Regions from separate parts of the Gossypium hirsutum genome. Here region 1 is linked to region 2. A link is a contact called in public Hi-C data. All regions are on one chromosome and are shown on one strand. Each heading gives the region's core, a stretch centred on a gene start, on an enhancer-like site or on the middle of the called end of the contact. The rest is flanking DNA. Distances are from core to core; before and after follow the strand shown. Region 1 holds the start of LOC107959510 (phosphoglucan phosphatase DSP4, amyloplastic). Region 2 holds the start of LOC107959503 (glutamine--fructose-6-phosphate aminotransferase [isomerizing] 2).

The links. Hi-C and Micro-C count contacts between places; a contact is called where the count stands out from the background.
Region 1: a Hi-C map of leaf shows a contact between it and region 2, with 2.7 times the contacts expected there. The contact joins the promoter of LOC107959510 here to the promoter of LOC107959503 in region 2. A contact is called at or near these places in 3 of 34 Hi-C or Micro-C datasets (all in leaf).

Annotation. Positions count from the first base shown.
Region 1 is chrA05:107,738,245-107,742,820 of Gossypium_hirsutum_v2.1, reverse strand. LOC107959510 (phosphoglucan phosphatase DSP4, amyloplastic) reads left to right here and starts at 2,576. Exons shown (of 14, transcript XM_016895581.2): 1 at 2,576-2,729; 2 at 2,839-2,923; 3 at 3,037-3,081; 4 at 3,800-3,902; 5 at 4,191-4,267; 6 at 4,359-4,435. The coding sequence starts at 2,704. It overlaps LOC107959511 (a long non-coding RNA gene), which reads left to right and starts at 534. Exons shown (of 2, transcript XR_001700830.2): 1 at 534-716; 2 at 1,054-1,553.
Region 2 is chrA05:107,593,002-107,597,677 of Gossypium_hirsutum_v2.1, reverse strand. It overlaps LOC107959503 (glutamine--fructose-6-phosphate aminotransferase [isomerizing] 2), which reads left to right and starts at 1,446. Exons shown (of 15, transcript XR_005927597.1): 1 at 1,446-1,867; 2 at 2,884-3,056.

The sequences.
Region 1 (4,576 bases), core at 1,327-3,826, 140 kb before region 2:
GTATAATACATAATATGTAATAATAATATATAAAATAAATAACATGTAATAAAATAATTATAACATATAATATAAGAAAATAAAATAAATCATTATAAAAATAAAACATAGGGCTAATTTTAAATTTTTTAGAATCTACAGGGGCAAAATTTAAAAAAATAAAATAAATTAGGGACCCCAAAGAAACGCACGCAAAATGTGAGGGACTCATAGGGTAATTAAACCATCCTATTTAAAACGACGTCGTTCCTGGGATAAACCTTAAAGAAGCTCTTAGGAATAAATTGAAACAAGCATAAAATATTAGGAGCAAATTATAAATACGATAAAATGAAATTGCAAATGTTGAAAATACGAAGGGATCAATTGCACAAATAACCCTTTTGTCAGAAACACGCGGATCCTTCCCGGGTCACGGTTCAACGCGCGGATCTTAGGCATTGAAACGACACCGTTTTGGTCACTGAACGGTCACCCCAAAACGACGTCGCATCCTTCTCCTATATGATCCGAACTTCAACTTCAAAAAAATCATTTTAACCCCCTGTAAAAAAGCAAAAAAAACCCTCTGAAATTTCCCAGACCTCTGAGCTCCGGCCCTGGGCCGATCCGCTTCGTTCATCGGACCTCCGTGTTCAGCCCCATGCGCATCACCAACTCCGCCACACACGGTGGTCGGGATCCGAAAAGCTTCGCTTTTTGCGACGAATCTAAAGGTACATCTTTCTCCTCTATTTTTCAATGTATTATATGCATGAACTTGTGATAAAGAGAATGAAACAGAAATAAAAAATATATATATCACCTTCGTTTCCTGTAAAAATCTCTGGTGTATTATTGCAAAAATATTCTGTGTACAGTATTTTTGGTATATCTCTCTGGTGTTTTTTTTCTCTATGCGTGTGTAAGTTTTTCTTGTGTAAGTCCTTTCTACAGATTGAAAAGAAGGCTTTGTAGCCTCGATAAACCACTACAAGTTTTGGAAAGAAATCTCTGATTTCTTTCCGTATTCGCTTCGCATGTCTGTTGTGATTTTCTTTCCTTTTCTTGCAGGCGAATCGCAAGGATTTCGTTCGAGCACCAATGACTGCGCGCTGATGGGGCCAGTGTTGGATTGTAGCGCATGACAATTCTGGCGTGATTCGGGCGCCGATGGTGGCGCGATGCATGGTGGCGAAGTCGAGGAGTCACAGCGCACTGATGAAGGCGACGATTGGGCCATTGGACCTGAAAAGTCGTGACATTTGGAACCTCAAAGCATCTAGAATCCCCCTTTGCGGCGCCTAACTTCTCAGGAAACCCTAGGGTTTCCTGATCCGTTTACTGCTTTGGGCCTTTTGGGCCCCGTGTATCCTTAGGTCAAGGATATTGGATCATCCGGCGTAGATGGGTCTGAGTGTTTAAATCTGGGCTTGGGTGTAATGGGTTGTCGGGTTTGAAGCTTAAATGTTTGGGCCGCAACTGTTTGGGCTCTATAATGGGTTATGGGGTTAAGTGTTTTTTTTGTACACGGACTATTTAATGGACTTTTAAAATAAATATTTATTTATTCATTTATTATTTTTTTGGTTTTAAGGCCCGGGTAGATTTGGACTATTACAATGCCATAAAGACTTTTTTTTTCATATTACGCCACAAAGGCTTTTCTTTCATAACATGTTTACGATATAGATTTGCCTAACTTACGTTATGTGAGGTTTGCCCATCATCATCGTGGGACATGCAGGGAACCCCACTGGGTAATAACCTTCCTTTAGTTCCTCTTCAGAGGGTGGAATGGTCATGGCTTTTCTTTCAATATTCATATCAGGGATCGTGTTTTTAGCCTCGACAAACCCCTTTAGACAACACTGCGGTTAATAGATATAGACTTACTTAACAAAGTCTTCATATACTGAATCTTATAGAAAGGCTACGAAAAATATTTTTAAAAAAAAACTGAATTTTACAATAAACTTAGCTATATTGCGACTCTTATAGAAAAGACTTGACTGTATGGAACATAACTTAACTCAAATCGAACCAAACCCGTTTTATCTAAACTTGTAACCTTAGAGGATGAAATTGCAACGTCTTTAACTCAATAATAAATAAAGGCATAATGAGAGTTTTTGGCCCTCAAACTTTACAAAAGTCATTTTAGCCTTCCATTTGTGTTTTTTTTATTATGTTAAATTACCTTAAAATAGATAGAAAAGTTAACTTTACTGACATAGAAGACACGTGGACTGTCACACCAAAATTTAATTAATTTTTAAAATTAATTAAATATTAACATGTCATCCACCTAATAATTCACTTATATGTCACATCAACAAAGTTAAAAAAACGTAAATTTTTTTCTCCATTTTGAGTGATTTGACAAAAAAATACAAATTAAAAAAATTTTAAAAAGATAAAAAATTAAATGAAAAATTAAAATATTTTTTTTTATAAAAATTAAAAAACAAATCATTATCACATAAATAAATGATGGAGATCTACGATTCTAGGAATGTGGACCCGACCGATCGGTCCGAATGGCATACTTGAGATTCTTTAAAAAATCATTACTCTTTTTAAAATTTCCCAAACCAACAAACTGTCTATAAAAGCCACCAAAAATAAATGAATAATTGAATAAAACTAAATCACAACTGTAACTAAGATTTTTTTCTTGGTGTCATCTCCAAAGATCTTTTTTCTTCTCGTCTGATCATCACAATGAATTGTCTTCAGAATCTTCCGAGGTCTGATCAAAATCTTTTCTTTTCAATTCTTTTTAATATCCAATCTTTATTTGTCTCAGAATCTAATCTAAAAAGCTTGCTAAAAGTTTGTTGTTTGGAATAGTTTCAGATCCTATGCCTTGCCATTTCAAGGTTTCAAGTGCAATCCAAGAAAACTACTTTCTTGTTCCCTTAACATGATGGTACATTTCCAGGTTTTACCTCTTTATCCCTGAATTTGTTGTATAGTTTTATCATTCCATATTAGCGATATCCACTGGATTTATCTTTTCGTTCTTTGCTTGTTGAATTTTGTGATTTAATGTAGGGTGGGATGAACTCGAGTAATGTACCGCGGAGTATGGTAGTTAAGGTAACTTAATTATCTGTGAATTTCGGATTCGTTTCCTGGGCTTTCGTTAGAATTTTAGTATTAGCATCAGGGATTTGTTGTTTTGCGGTAGATTCTAATATTTCTTTTCGTTGTTTTGCTCTATTTGTTGTAGTTTTCTAAAGAGACAGTTCCTTAACTTTTCTTCTTGGATTAAGATATTATGTGTTTTTTGCGTTTTGATACTTTACTCTTTAGTATTTGTGGATGGATGGATGGATGGTATTCTTCCATTGGAACAAGGTAAATAACATGTTTCACTTACAAGTCATTATTAGAAACTTTTTATGGTAGGAAATACGAAGTTTACGGAAAGATCTTTTTAAGTAAAAATAATTGATTAAGCTGCTGTATATGTTTGAGATTCTTTTCATAATCATAATCATAAATGATAAAATGTCGATGCCAATGTTGCAACTTGAGACTGACCTGCATTAAATTTTAAACCAGGGGATGTAGTAATTTTTATTTGCATTTATCATATACCACGTTAAACCAAAATGATCTACACTCTTTCTAAAAACATGTATAGCATTTGACAGTTGCACCGAAATGTACCAGGAAGTTCAATAACTTTTTGGTAGTTCATACATGATTGAATTATTGGTATTATGATGAAAAAGGTGTCTCTGCATGCGGCTTAACATGCTGCTTGATTGACTTTGAACCTAGATTTGTTGGCTAATTTATTTTTTGACAGGCAATTCCTGGTTCCACATCAAGTGAGAAAACGAGTAACTCTGACTCAGAGGGGAAAAAATCTGAGACATATAGTCATGATATGACAGAAGCTATGGGCGCTGGTAAGTTCACTTGTGTGTTGCTTTTGCTTTAAGTTTGAGGATGGCTTTTAGGTGCATTTTTCGTGTCCAGGGCTCAGACTCATGTCTTTTGATGCGAGATTCAAAAAATAAGCTAAACCTTACTGTAATGTCTCATAATAGCAGGCAGATCTTCATATGAAGTCTCAACATGAAAACTCAATATTCTGGTGTAGTGGTATTCTTGCTTTGGTGGTCACTGTATTATATAGTTTGGTTGCTTTCTTTGTTTAGTCATTTTTAATCATTTCTTCATGTGGTTTTCTGCAGTTTTGACCTATAGGCATGAATTGGGAATGAACTACAACTTTATCCGTCCAGACCTAATTGTGGGCTCATGTCTGCAGGTAATTCTCATTTCTAAGTGAATAATAGTAGAAAATTTCCCCTTAAATGGTCACCCAAAGTTAAAATTTTTCTTTCTCTTTAAATCAACAGACTCCTGAAGACGTTGACAAGTTACGAAAGATCGGAGTTAAAACGATATTTTGCTTGCAGCAAGACCCAGATTTGGAGTATCCTAGACACTATTGTCATTGAAGTTCTATCTAAATTTATGATTTGAAGAACAAAAGTAACTAATTTCTCTTACATATTTTCACATGCATGATTATTTGTTGGTAACATTTGAACATGTAATTGACAAGAAGGTTGAG
Region 2 (4,676 bases), core at 197-2,696:
ATAACAAACATAGAAAAACTACATTAAAAGAAATGGAGAAGGGAGAAAAACAGAGGGAGAAGTAGAAGAGAATGAAAAATAAAGAAAAAAAAGGAAAGTTAAAAGAATATAAAAGAAAATTTTAAATTGCTCAAAACAAAAAAATATGAGGATCGGATGTATAAATTAACTTAAAATTTTTGTTTGAAATGATGATTTAGCGTGCTACATTAGCTTATCATTACACCGTTAACGATAATTAACAACTTAGTGACTAAAATGTTACAATACGATAACGTTAGTGACTAAAACGTAATATTTTAAACATAAGTGACTAAAATATAAACTAAGGTAAATAAAAGTGACTATTTTAATAGATCCAAAAAAAATAAACAAAGATGGGAGAAGAGCGCGTTTAATATAAAACGGTTTGCCAAAAATGGACTAGAGTTTAGCCCTTGTCACAGAACTGTCAGAGGCAATTTGCCAAAAATAGATAAAACGAAAATGGTTACTAGGTTAAGAAAAAAATTAACCCTGACTTCTGAACAAAATAACAACTATGCCGTTTCCGCTAATCAAAAAATCCCAAATTATTTTTGGGTAAACTCCCAAAATAATCACTTTTATTTGCCTCAAGTTATATTTTAGTCACTTATGTTTGAAATGTTACGTTTTAGTCACTAAGCCGTTAATTGCCATTAACAGTGTAATGGTAAGCTAATGTGGCATGTTTTATCAAGTTATATTTTAGCCATTTATTTTTAAAATGTTACATTTTAGTCACTTATATTATTGCACTGAGTCGTTAACTGCCGTTAATGGTACAAGATAAGCTAACGTGACACGTTAAATAATTATTTAGAACAAAAATTTTATGTTAAATTCTACAATTGGTTCCTATATTTTTTTATTTTGAGTAATTTAATTTTTCTTTTATGTTCTTTTTAACTTTCATTTTTTTTATTCTCTTCTGCTTCTCCCTCTGTTTTCCTCCATTCTTCATTTCCTTTAATGTAGTTCTTTTTTATGTTTTTCATTTGTTGAAACTAGTCTACAAGCTCGCCTCACTCAAAAAAAATTAAATTGTTTAAAAAAATAAAAGTACAGGAACTAGATTTAGCAAATAGAAAATATAGAAAAACTACGTTAAAACAGCAAAAAAAGGTAAGAAAACAGAAGGAAAAACAAAAGATAATGGAAAATAAAAAAAAAAGTAAAGTTAAAAAACATAAAAGAAAAAAATTAAATTACTTAAAATGAACAAATAAGGGGACCATTTGTACAAATTAACTTAAAATTTTTGTTCTAAATAATTATTTAACTGTCTGGTTAATTTATCTTGTACCATTAACGACAATTAATAACTCAGTGTAATAATATAAATGATTAAAATGTAATATTTTAAAAATAAATGATTAAAATATAACTGGATAAAATGTTAACTGTTTTGATAGTTTAGAAAAAATCAAAAGAGCAAAAGTCAAAAGTCAAAAGTCAAAATTATATGCATCTGATCTCTCCCAGAAAAACTGAGGGGAACAAAGATCGAATCAGAACCCAGAACATTTTTGTCCTTCTTTCCTCAGAATTTTGATTTATTTCTCCAATTGGAAAATTTGAGTAAAGGAAATGTGTGGAATATTTGCGTATTTGAATTACAACGTTAACAGAGAAAGAAGGTATATTCTTCAAGTTCTCTTCAATGGCCTTCGTCGTCTCGAGTATCGAGGCTACGATTCCGCTGGAATTTCCATCGATGACTACTTCTCAGTTTCTCGCAATCCAAACACCCCTCAACCATCCTCCATCAATTCTCTTTCTTCTTCCCCTCTCGTTTTCCGCCAGGAAGGCAACATCGAGTCCCTCGTCAAATCCGTTTACCAAGGTAACCTATTAACTCTTCGATTTCTCTTTCAGAGTTCTGATTTTTCGGATTTTCTCGGTTCTAAGAAAAAAGGACTCAGCCTGAGTACTTAACCGTGTCGACCTGTCGGCTTGTGCAGACAACCTTGTTCTACTTGCTTCTTAATCGGTTATATTAAATTCGTCCTTTTCTCAGCGCCGAGTCGGGTCAAGTTAGGCTTACAAGACCAGGTTTGGTGGGTCCAGTAGTGGTAGCAACTTAAAGGAAAAGTAAAGAGCAGGAAGGGAGGCTCTTATTGTAATTAGTTTATATACATACATCACTTTTTATGAATTATATTTTACCTATTCGATCATTGTAATTCTACTCTAAAAATGGATTTGATATATCTCTCCCGTATCATTGATTGAAAATATTATCTTTTATTTGTATATATTTAAGGGTTGAATGTTTTACAATTCAAAAAATAGTTATAAATTTGTAATTTACTCAAAGCTCAATTCATCTACATGAATAGACTATTAAGTATAACAGTTGGATTGTTAAAATTGTTAATTATATACAAAGTTATGAAAATGTGTAAATGTGTAAGTTGATCCTTCATATACATATCGTTAATTATTATTACTTTAATTTCCACGGGGTTAGCTGAAGCTGAAATGTAAGTTAATTAATTAAATAGTTCAATTTATTTTTACTTGTATTTTTATTTTTAATAATTCTTGGAACATATTATACATTCATTGCAGCAGCATATCTTATAATGGAAGTATATGACTTGTTTATCAGTGAATCAAAATGTTATTTTAATTGTTTCTCACAATTTAATTATCACTTTTTATGAGAAGAATTCATTTTGAGTGAAAAAGCTGTAGTTCTCTTATGTTCTTTATCTGTAGTATGTGAATATTAGAAAGAAGACGAAGAAGAAGAAGAAAAAGAAAAAGACTTGTTTGCCTCCAATGGCCACTTTTATTTATTTAATTGTGTTTCCATAGGCTTAGTGGTTGAATTAATGGTGGTTTTGGTACTTTCAGAGGTAGCTGCAACAGAGTTGAACTTGGAGGAATCCTTTACTACCCATGCTGGTATAGCACACACCAGATGGGCTACCCATGGGGTGCCTGCTCCAAGGAATAGTCATCCTCAGACTTCTGGCTCTGGGAATGACTTCTTGGTTGTTCACAATGGTGTTATCACTAATTATGAGGTTTGCTTAAATTTTTAGTGACGATGTTTCTCATTTTCTTACCTAAACTCTCTTATGCATTCTTGATGAATTTGCAACCTAGGCTTCTATACTGCAATTGTTGATTATTTAACATTTTATTTTAGAGGATAAAATATTACATGTGTATAAGGTAAGCAACTGATAGATGGATTGATAGATATCTGTCCAGTTATGTTTGAATGTACCACTAGCGCTCATTTTCTCTACCTTAATCTTCTCCCTCTGTTCTTGCAACATCCTCACCACAACTCATCTTTATGCTTTGATAGTGGTCTAGTTCCTACAATAAACCTTGCAAGAGACTCAAATATCCTATAACAGATCAATTCCTTTATTTGGTTGCTGAAATGTTTGTCTTAATTTCATATATTTGTGCAACGTCATTGATCTTGGAATAGGTCTGCTTAATAGCATCCCAAATTTCCTTTGGCAAAAGGAAGAAACATACATGAATCACTAATCTCTAGAAGCATCGAATTCTATAACAGGACATCACCATGGAGTCTTGTTCATACTATGCTTGGAATTTAGGTTTTTTTGGGTGGCCTTTGCCCAACATGTGACTCAATTTCCCTCAACTCTTCAAGAATGTACGAACCAATTGTGACCATTTCATATGATTCTCACCATTCAATCAATAAGCAGGTCGAATGTTTTGCAACTCTTCAGTGATTGAAACTATAGTGGGTTGGATCATGGTAGTGTCGTGGCATGGCTAGTTTCAGTGGAACTTAACATAATTTCTTAGAATAGTAATAGCAAAGGGAAAGAGAGGGCTTTGGAAGAAGAGGAACAAAGGGATAGGAATTCTACCAGTAGAAAAAAGAAATTAGAAGGGAAAAGAATTTACTCAGGAAAGAACCAATGATATCTGATATTGTGTAGAAAATTTATCTATAGAAATTCTTCATTCAGTACTGAAAAAAATGCTTTTACAATCTCTTATATATACACACCTTAAACCTTATCAAATTAAGTAATCTTATCAGTAACTAACTATTTAAAAATTAAGAATTAAAAAAATATATATCTAATTTACTACTCACAACAACTAAACACTTATTTACAACATTTTACCAAAATTCAAACACTCACATATAATACCTTGTCCGACATTATGCATTGGCATTATAGATTAGGACATCCAAGTTTTTATCATTTAAAACATTTTCTTCCTAATTTTTTTTTAAAAAGTCTCTCTTCATTTTAGTGTGAGATTTGTGAATTGGCTAAATATCACTGTTCAATTATGCTAATTAGTTATGTTTAGGAGCCACCTAGGGTTTTGACCATGTCTGGGAAAAAATGGTTTGTTACTTTTATTTATGATCATACTCAACTTAGTTGGGCATACTTAGGGATAAATCTGAAGTAAAAGGTGTCTTTAATCATTTTTTCACAATGATAGAGATACAACTTTAGGAAAATATAAAAAATTCTAAAAGTGATAATGGTAGAGATTATTTTAATCAGGTATTATGGGATTTCTTCTTGGAGAAAGGTATGGTAGATCAAAGCTCATGCACTGAAAACCCCAGCAAATGGCATAGTTCAAAGAAAAAATAAACACCTTTTGAAGGTCATTAGGTCATTTTCTTT